Regions from separate parts of the Mus musculus genome. Here region 2 is linked to region 1. A link is a contact called in public Hi-C data. All regions are on one chromosome and are shown on one strand. The core of a region is the stretch at or near the end of the contact, and the rest is flanking DNA. Distances in the headings are between cores, read along the strand shown. Region 1 holds the start of Sgpp2 (sphingosine-1-phosphate phosphatase 2). Region 2 overlaps Sgpp2 (sphingosine-1-phosphate phosphatase 2).

Region 1 (3,010 bases), core at 389-2,888:
CTTTTACTTATTTCATGGACTTCAGTAATCCAAGCGCTGGGAACGAGAACCCCACTCCTTGATTCCCCAGACTATCTGGGACTACAAGAAGGAAGAAGCCTTCCCCAGAATGTGCAGGCAAGTAATCAAGGGGATTGTGTAAAAACAATTTAAGAAACATTAGTGGAAAAATTCAGTCCTGAATGAGGAAGAGCAGGTACAGGGGAGACAAGTCGGATAGAGTGCAGCCCCCCACCCCCACCCCCGCGCTGGTCCTGAGCCTAAACAGAGCGCCTGTACAGGAAAACGCTTCCCGTGGGGGTGGGGCATTGGGCTTATGTGCTAGCACCTTTTGAGGCAAGGCTCTGGCAAAGAGAGATGTCTTGAATTAATCTCAAAGCTATCAGCATGCCGTGAAGTAACTATAAAGTGAAAATATTTTGAAGAATTTCTCTAGCTGAGAATACACAACTAGCCTACTGCCACTTTTCAAATGAATTCTGTAATTTGATGCCTCTATTATTCTGTCCTACACAAGCGCCAGGTTCTTAAGTAGTTATCTATATATAAGGACGTGTCACCTTCCAGTCACCAGAATCTCTCAGAAAGAATAAAACACTGAAGAAGGGGGGTGGGGGAGGCGGAGTAGAATTGCTTCTGTCCTGGTTTGTTATTTTCTACTTAAGCCGAGGGAAAGGGCAGCTGCTGGTGGTGCCCAAGGGAGACAAGCTTTCCTAGCTGCCATCTGCCGCCTGCCTGGTCCTTTCAGCCTGGAGGAGTCCCTGTGCACCTCATAACGCAAAGCTGCAGTAGGGTTGTATAACCTTGCTCCGGATGCAAAGCATCTACCGAAAAGGCCGTAAGAGCCAATCATAAAAGACCAACCAGTGCCTCCAAAACTAGGGGGACGTCGGGAGGGAGACAGTGTTGAACTCCCATCTCTGAGGTTAGGTTAGCTGGGGGGCGGGGCTGTGAATTCCCAGAGGAGTCCAGGGCGGGTGTTCAGCAAAGCAAAGCGCGCGACTGGGATGTCTGCACGGAGTAGGAAGGGGGGATGCGGCAGCAACCTAAGGACTTTGAGGAGTTCTCAGGCTGTGTCCCAGGGAAGTGCCAAGGACATCCCCGCTCCTCTTTTCAGTTACGTAACTCTCACACTTTGGGTGGAATCTAACGAACTTACTCACTAAAGTAATTAAAGTAGAAAGTCTTTCCGCGGATGCATGCAAAGGTGGTGTCTGAAAAGAAGTGACTGACTGCCACCTGCAGCGAGAAAGGGTGGCATCGGGTGACTGTTCCCCGCCGTGCCCTTCCTAGGATGGAAGCCGGGTGGCGGCGGTTGGAGCCCTCCAATCCCCATCTAGGAGTCACCCGGAGCCGCAGGTAAGCAGGCGGCCGTCGCCCTCCTCCCCAACGGCAGACACCGAATCCCGGTTGTCGGAGAGATGAGAGACCTCCGGGACCCCTGTCGCCCACTTCGAAAGGCCCTTCTCCCTAGGACTGACCTCCCGCGCTGGGAAGAGCCCGCAGCGGCGCTGGAAGCGCGCCACGAGCTGTGAATCCCGCAGGCTCCGCAGCAGTTCGGCCATGGTGAGCCGTGACCCCGTTCCTCCGACCCGCAGCCACGCGCGTCCGTGTCCTCAGCGTGCGCCCTGGCCTCGCGTTCCGCAGCCCGATGCTCCCAGCGCAGGACGGGCGGGGCGCGGTGCCAGCCAACAGGTGCGCCACCCGGGTCCTAGCGCCCGCCCTACACGCGGGCAAGCCCAGGTGTCCGCCACCACCTTGCACACGTCACCGTCCCCTTCCTAGCCAACCGGGCGGCCCCAGCCCCTTACCTGCCTGCTGGAGAGTGTGCTTGCAACTGCGTGGACGGGTCCACGTGCATGACCTATGCGCCATCCCCACTCCCGCGCATCCTTCCAAGTGCTGCCGGAAGCCTGGACGCTTTGTGACCCTCCTTTCAAATCTGGAGTTCAAGGTGAAACTGGTCGCCACTACACATGTGTCCCCCACATCCCAGCTCCCTGCCCCAACCTTTGCTTGTTTTCTGAAAGACTTAATTCCCAGGGAGTCTGGTTCCTAGGGAGAATTCTCAGTGATTTCTAAACTTCCTGAAATGTTTCCTTCTCACAGGCCAGTCACCTCATTCAAATTTGAGAAAGAATAGCAGAAATGCGGAGAGTCAACCCGGGTGATTTTATGGAAAAATAGAAATCTCTTTCTCTCTCCTACCCGCTGTGTGTGTGTGTGTGTGTGTGTGTGGTCTCTCTCTCTCTCTCTCTCTCTCTCTCTCTCTCTCTCTCTCTCTCTCTCTCTCTCTCTCTCTCTTCCTCTCTTTCTCCCTCCCTCCCACATACCTCCTCCCTTTTGGCCTTGGGAAGACTTTAGACCCAAAGGGAACAAGGTACTGAGCGACTACCAGGCGCCAGCCACTGCTTAGAAGAGCAAAGGAAACGTCCTGCAGATGGTTTTTCCTGAGCTTTCCTAAACCTCCCTTCCGGGTCTCTGAGATCCTAAGATGACCTCTGTACCTCATTGCAGGGAGTGAGAAGCAACAGTTAAACGAGGGCCAGGTGATTGGCCTGCAGCAAAACTATAATCCAATCCTTAGTTGGGAACAGAAGGCTGCGGGGGGGGGGGGGGGGGTTTCCTGGCCGCCCTTTTAAAGCCTGCTATTTGGCGGAATAAAGGACCGTGCATGAACACCTGCCACCACCCTTGCTTATCCAGTTGTCCTTCTAGGCTGGGAAGTCTTCGGTTCCTGATACGTGAAGATGATCTGGTCCCCTCTCATTCCAGTTTTCTGACTCCCTTGTTCCTTAGTCCTATCTGGAGAACATGTCAAGGTCGCTAAGTCAGCAGTGGCTTGTTCAGAGATTCTATTTTCTTTCCTCTTCCAGAGGAAAATGCAGCCCTATGTCATACTCAGTCATGTGTGGCTGAAAAGGCAGTTGCCTCCACCCCTAGTGCTGTAGTGATTTTTGTTTTTAAAGATTTATTTATTTATTTTTATGTGTATGAGCACACCAGAAGT
Region 2 (2,955 bases), core at 226-2,725, 86 kb before region 1:
AGCTACCTGCCCAGCCCCGAGTAAAACTTTTGATTTAATTTTCCTACAGACAAGCATCATAGGCATTTCACTATCTTGACCAATTTCAAATGGTGTTAAGTACAACACTTCTGTGCAACCACCCCAGCATGCACCTCCAGAACTCGTTCTAGAGCAAAATCCATCTTCTATATTCAAGAAATAATTTCTGTTGACATTATAGCATGAATCATAATTTCCTGCTTATATAAGGCTGAATAATATTCTACTGTAGGTATATACTACGTTTTATTTATCTCTTCATTCAACAGCAGACACAGGTTGTTTCCAAATTTTGGTTTTCTTTGCTATTGTAACTAATGCTGCTAATAGCTGTGGGTATACAGATATGGCCAGAGGTATTTTTAAGATATCCATGGGATTATGGAGGGACCCACATGGTCCCACACCTCCCGAGGGATTACTAGCTGTTAATGATTGCTGGTGGAACAGGAGTCATTTTCTTCAGTTGGGTAGCCACTGATACGTTGTCCAGTGATCCAATAAATAGCTTTCCACCTTGGAGAAGCAGTTTGCTTTAGTTAGGGTTTTACTGCTGTGAAAGACACCATGACCAAGGCAACTCATAAAAGGACAACATTTAATTGGGGCTGGCTTACAGGTTCAGAGGTTCACTCTATAAACATCAAGGCAGGAGGAGCATGGCAGCATCCAGGCAGGCATGGTGCAGGAGGAGCTGGGAGTTCTACATCTTGTTTCGAAGGCAAACAGAAGAAGACTGGCTTCCAGGCAGCTAGGATCTTAAAGGGTCTTAAAGCCCACGCCCACAGTGACACACTTTCTCTAACAAGGCCACACCTACTCCAACATGGCCACACATCCTAATAGTGTTACTTCCTGGGCCAAGCATACTCAAACTACCACAAAGCTCTAATTAAATTCAGAGAGCCACACATGAAGAAGACATGAAAGTAAAGAGGAGACTTCTCAGGGAGAAGGTTTCAGTTGGAGGGAGTGAGAGAGGGGAAGAGAGGTGTAAATAACTAAAATGTGTTATACATAGGTATGAAACTATCAGACAACAAAAAAAAAAAAATGGCAAAGATTTCTACAGGATTTGAACAGGCAGCGATGGTGGGGCCACTGCCTCCTGTGGATTGTTCTGAGGGGTCCTGGCGAGAAACCACATTATCTTAGTTGGCTCAGGCCTTTGCTAATTATAGCATCCATGCCAAGTTATCACTAGCTCACACTTCTGCTTTCTTCAGTAGACTCTGAGATCCAGGAGAGCAGGTGGGTTTGTTCCTAGAGATCAAGATATCCCTAGATCTCGTTCCAAGCCTGACACCCCTCAGAAATTATCGAGCTGAGCACAGAACTGCAGGAACCTATAATTTACCACTCTGCTAACAGCCATTCCCTTTGCTACGAGGATGTCATGACTCATGGTGCCCTGAGCCAGGCTCTGGTCCTGCAGCCTGATGCACTCTGGACCTGAGCCAGTGTCGAATTGCAAGGCAAGGGCAGAACTGAGTAAGAGAAAGCCAGTGGGGTACAGTGGACCGGGACCAGGGAGGAGAGCAGCAGCCCCGGGCCCTCACTCCATCCTTCCCTAAGAATGGCTGCAACCCATTCCTTGCATCTAAATGAGAGGCCCAATCAATCTTCCCACAAATATCTGCCTCTCCATCTCCAAAAGCCACTTAAAAAGGAAAGAGAGGGAGAAAAAAAAGTAACTGTGTTTCACTGAAGTGGATTTGTGTGTTTTCTCTCTGTGTGTCTGGAGCCCCGCATTCCTGCGTTTTCTTTGGTTTTAATTTTAACCTGAGGTCGATTTTTTTTTTCCTTTCCAAAATGGAAACCTATGGAAATTAAAAAGTAGCACCAGATAAAAAGAAATGCCAAAACACCCAGGAGAGTCCTGCAGAGTTCCACACTGAGGTCTAGGAAGGGATCTGCAGAGAAGTCTTTGTCATGTGGAGAAGTGGTGTGGCGAATTGAGAATGCTCTGCTCCCCTCCCCCCACCTCAGAAACCAGCAGATGCAGTGTGTGCTGGGGCAGAGGAGCGAGGAGGACCGAGCCTTGGTAGGCAGAAGAGCACCCTCTTCACTGCCTCTTTGGTGTTTCTAAGATCTGGGCCCCCTTTCACTCAAACAGCAAACTGCTTGGGGCCTGGATTAGGGCAGGTATACCTGTGGAAACACAGGGCGGATGTCTTCGTTTATACTTAGATATTTTTATCTACTATGGAATCTGCTTCATTGCCTCATGTAGCCTACGACGGCCTCAAGCTTGCTATGTACTGAAGAGAACTTAACTTTGATCCTTTGGCTTCAACCTTCCAGGGGCTGGGATTGCAGTTGTCTGACATCGTGCCCCATGCCCCATTTTATTCTGTTCTGGCGATGGAACCACAGCTTTGTGAATGTTACGCAAGCGTTTCTCCAACTGAGCCTCATCTCAGCCTTATAGGCTCTTAATTGTATGCCTTACCTGCCTCTCCCGAGGCTTCCTGTTGCTCTCGTTTGGCACTCCCTTTGCATTCTCCCCTGATGACCCATCCTTACACTGTTACATGAGAACTCAGTCCTGGCACCAGGGAGAGACTCAAGAAGGCCTGGGCAGATGTCCTTCCCTGACAAGGCCTTTTGCTAATGTCTCTTGCAGTGTCACAGCTGAAATGAACACTGCTGTCAAAGGCCCATTTCTTCTTAAAGACATCTTTCTTGTACAGAATGGAATGAGAAATGGTGTTCCTGTGGCAAACCACAACCAGCTCTATGCTCTGCAATTCTCCGGCTGGATCCCACGTCACACCCTGAATACTCAAGGACTCTTTACCATACTAACTGTTGGTTATGTGGTAAAAGGATGGGCCAACTTCTAAATGAATATGCTGCTCTGTGATTCTGTCACCAGCTCTAACCCAGGAAAGTGTAAAAAGAAAGGAAGCTCTGATTCCAACCCACCAGGCT

The links. A called contact is a pair of places that touch in the nucleus more often than the background predicts.
Region 2: a contact with region 1 is called in a Hi-C map of the N1E-115 cell line, with 2.2 times the contacts expected there. The contact joins the enhancer-like site here to the promoter of Sgpp2 in region 1. A contact is called at or near these places in 5 of 484 Hi-C or Micro-C datasets (the N1E-115 cell line, cortical neurons, nephron progenitors and 2 more), 2 of 115 datasets of contacts at active chromatin or transcription factors (intestinal villus epithelium and pancreatic cancer cells) and 3 of 9 other capture datasets (adipose tissue, liver and pancreatic islet).

What each region holds. Positions count from the first base shown.
Region 1 is chr1:78,308,974-78,311,983 of GRCm38.p6, reverse strand. It overlaps Sgpp2 (sphingosine-1-phosphate phosphatase 2), which reads right to left and starts at 1,638. Exons shown (of 5, transcript NM_001004173.2): 1 at 1,482-1,638. The coding sequence starts at 1,565.
Region 2 is chr1:78,394,986-78,397,940 of GRCm38.p6, reverse strand. The region is part of intron 4 of Sgpp2 (sphingosine-1-phosphate phosphatase 2); the gene reads right to left. Among named protein-coding and RNA genes, the nearest start is that of Gm51634, 40 kb to the right of the region's middle. Within about 2 kb of position 1,475, at least 51 of the 459 cell types and tissues checked have an H3K27ac peak or open chromatin away from gene starts, as enhancers often do. A contact at or near this core is called in the N1E-115 cell line and pancreatic cancer cells, where this site is marked.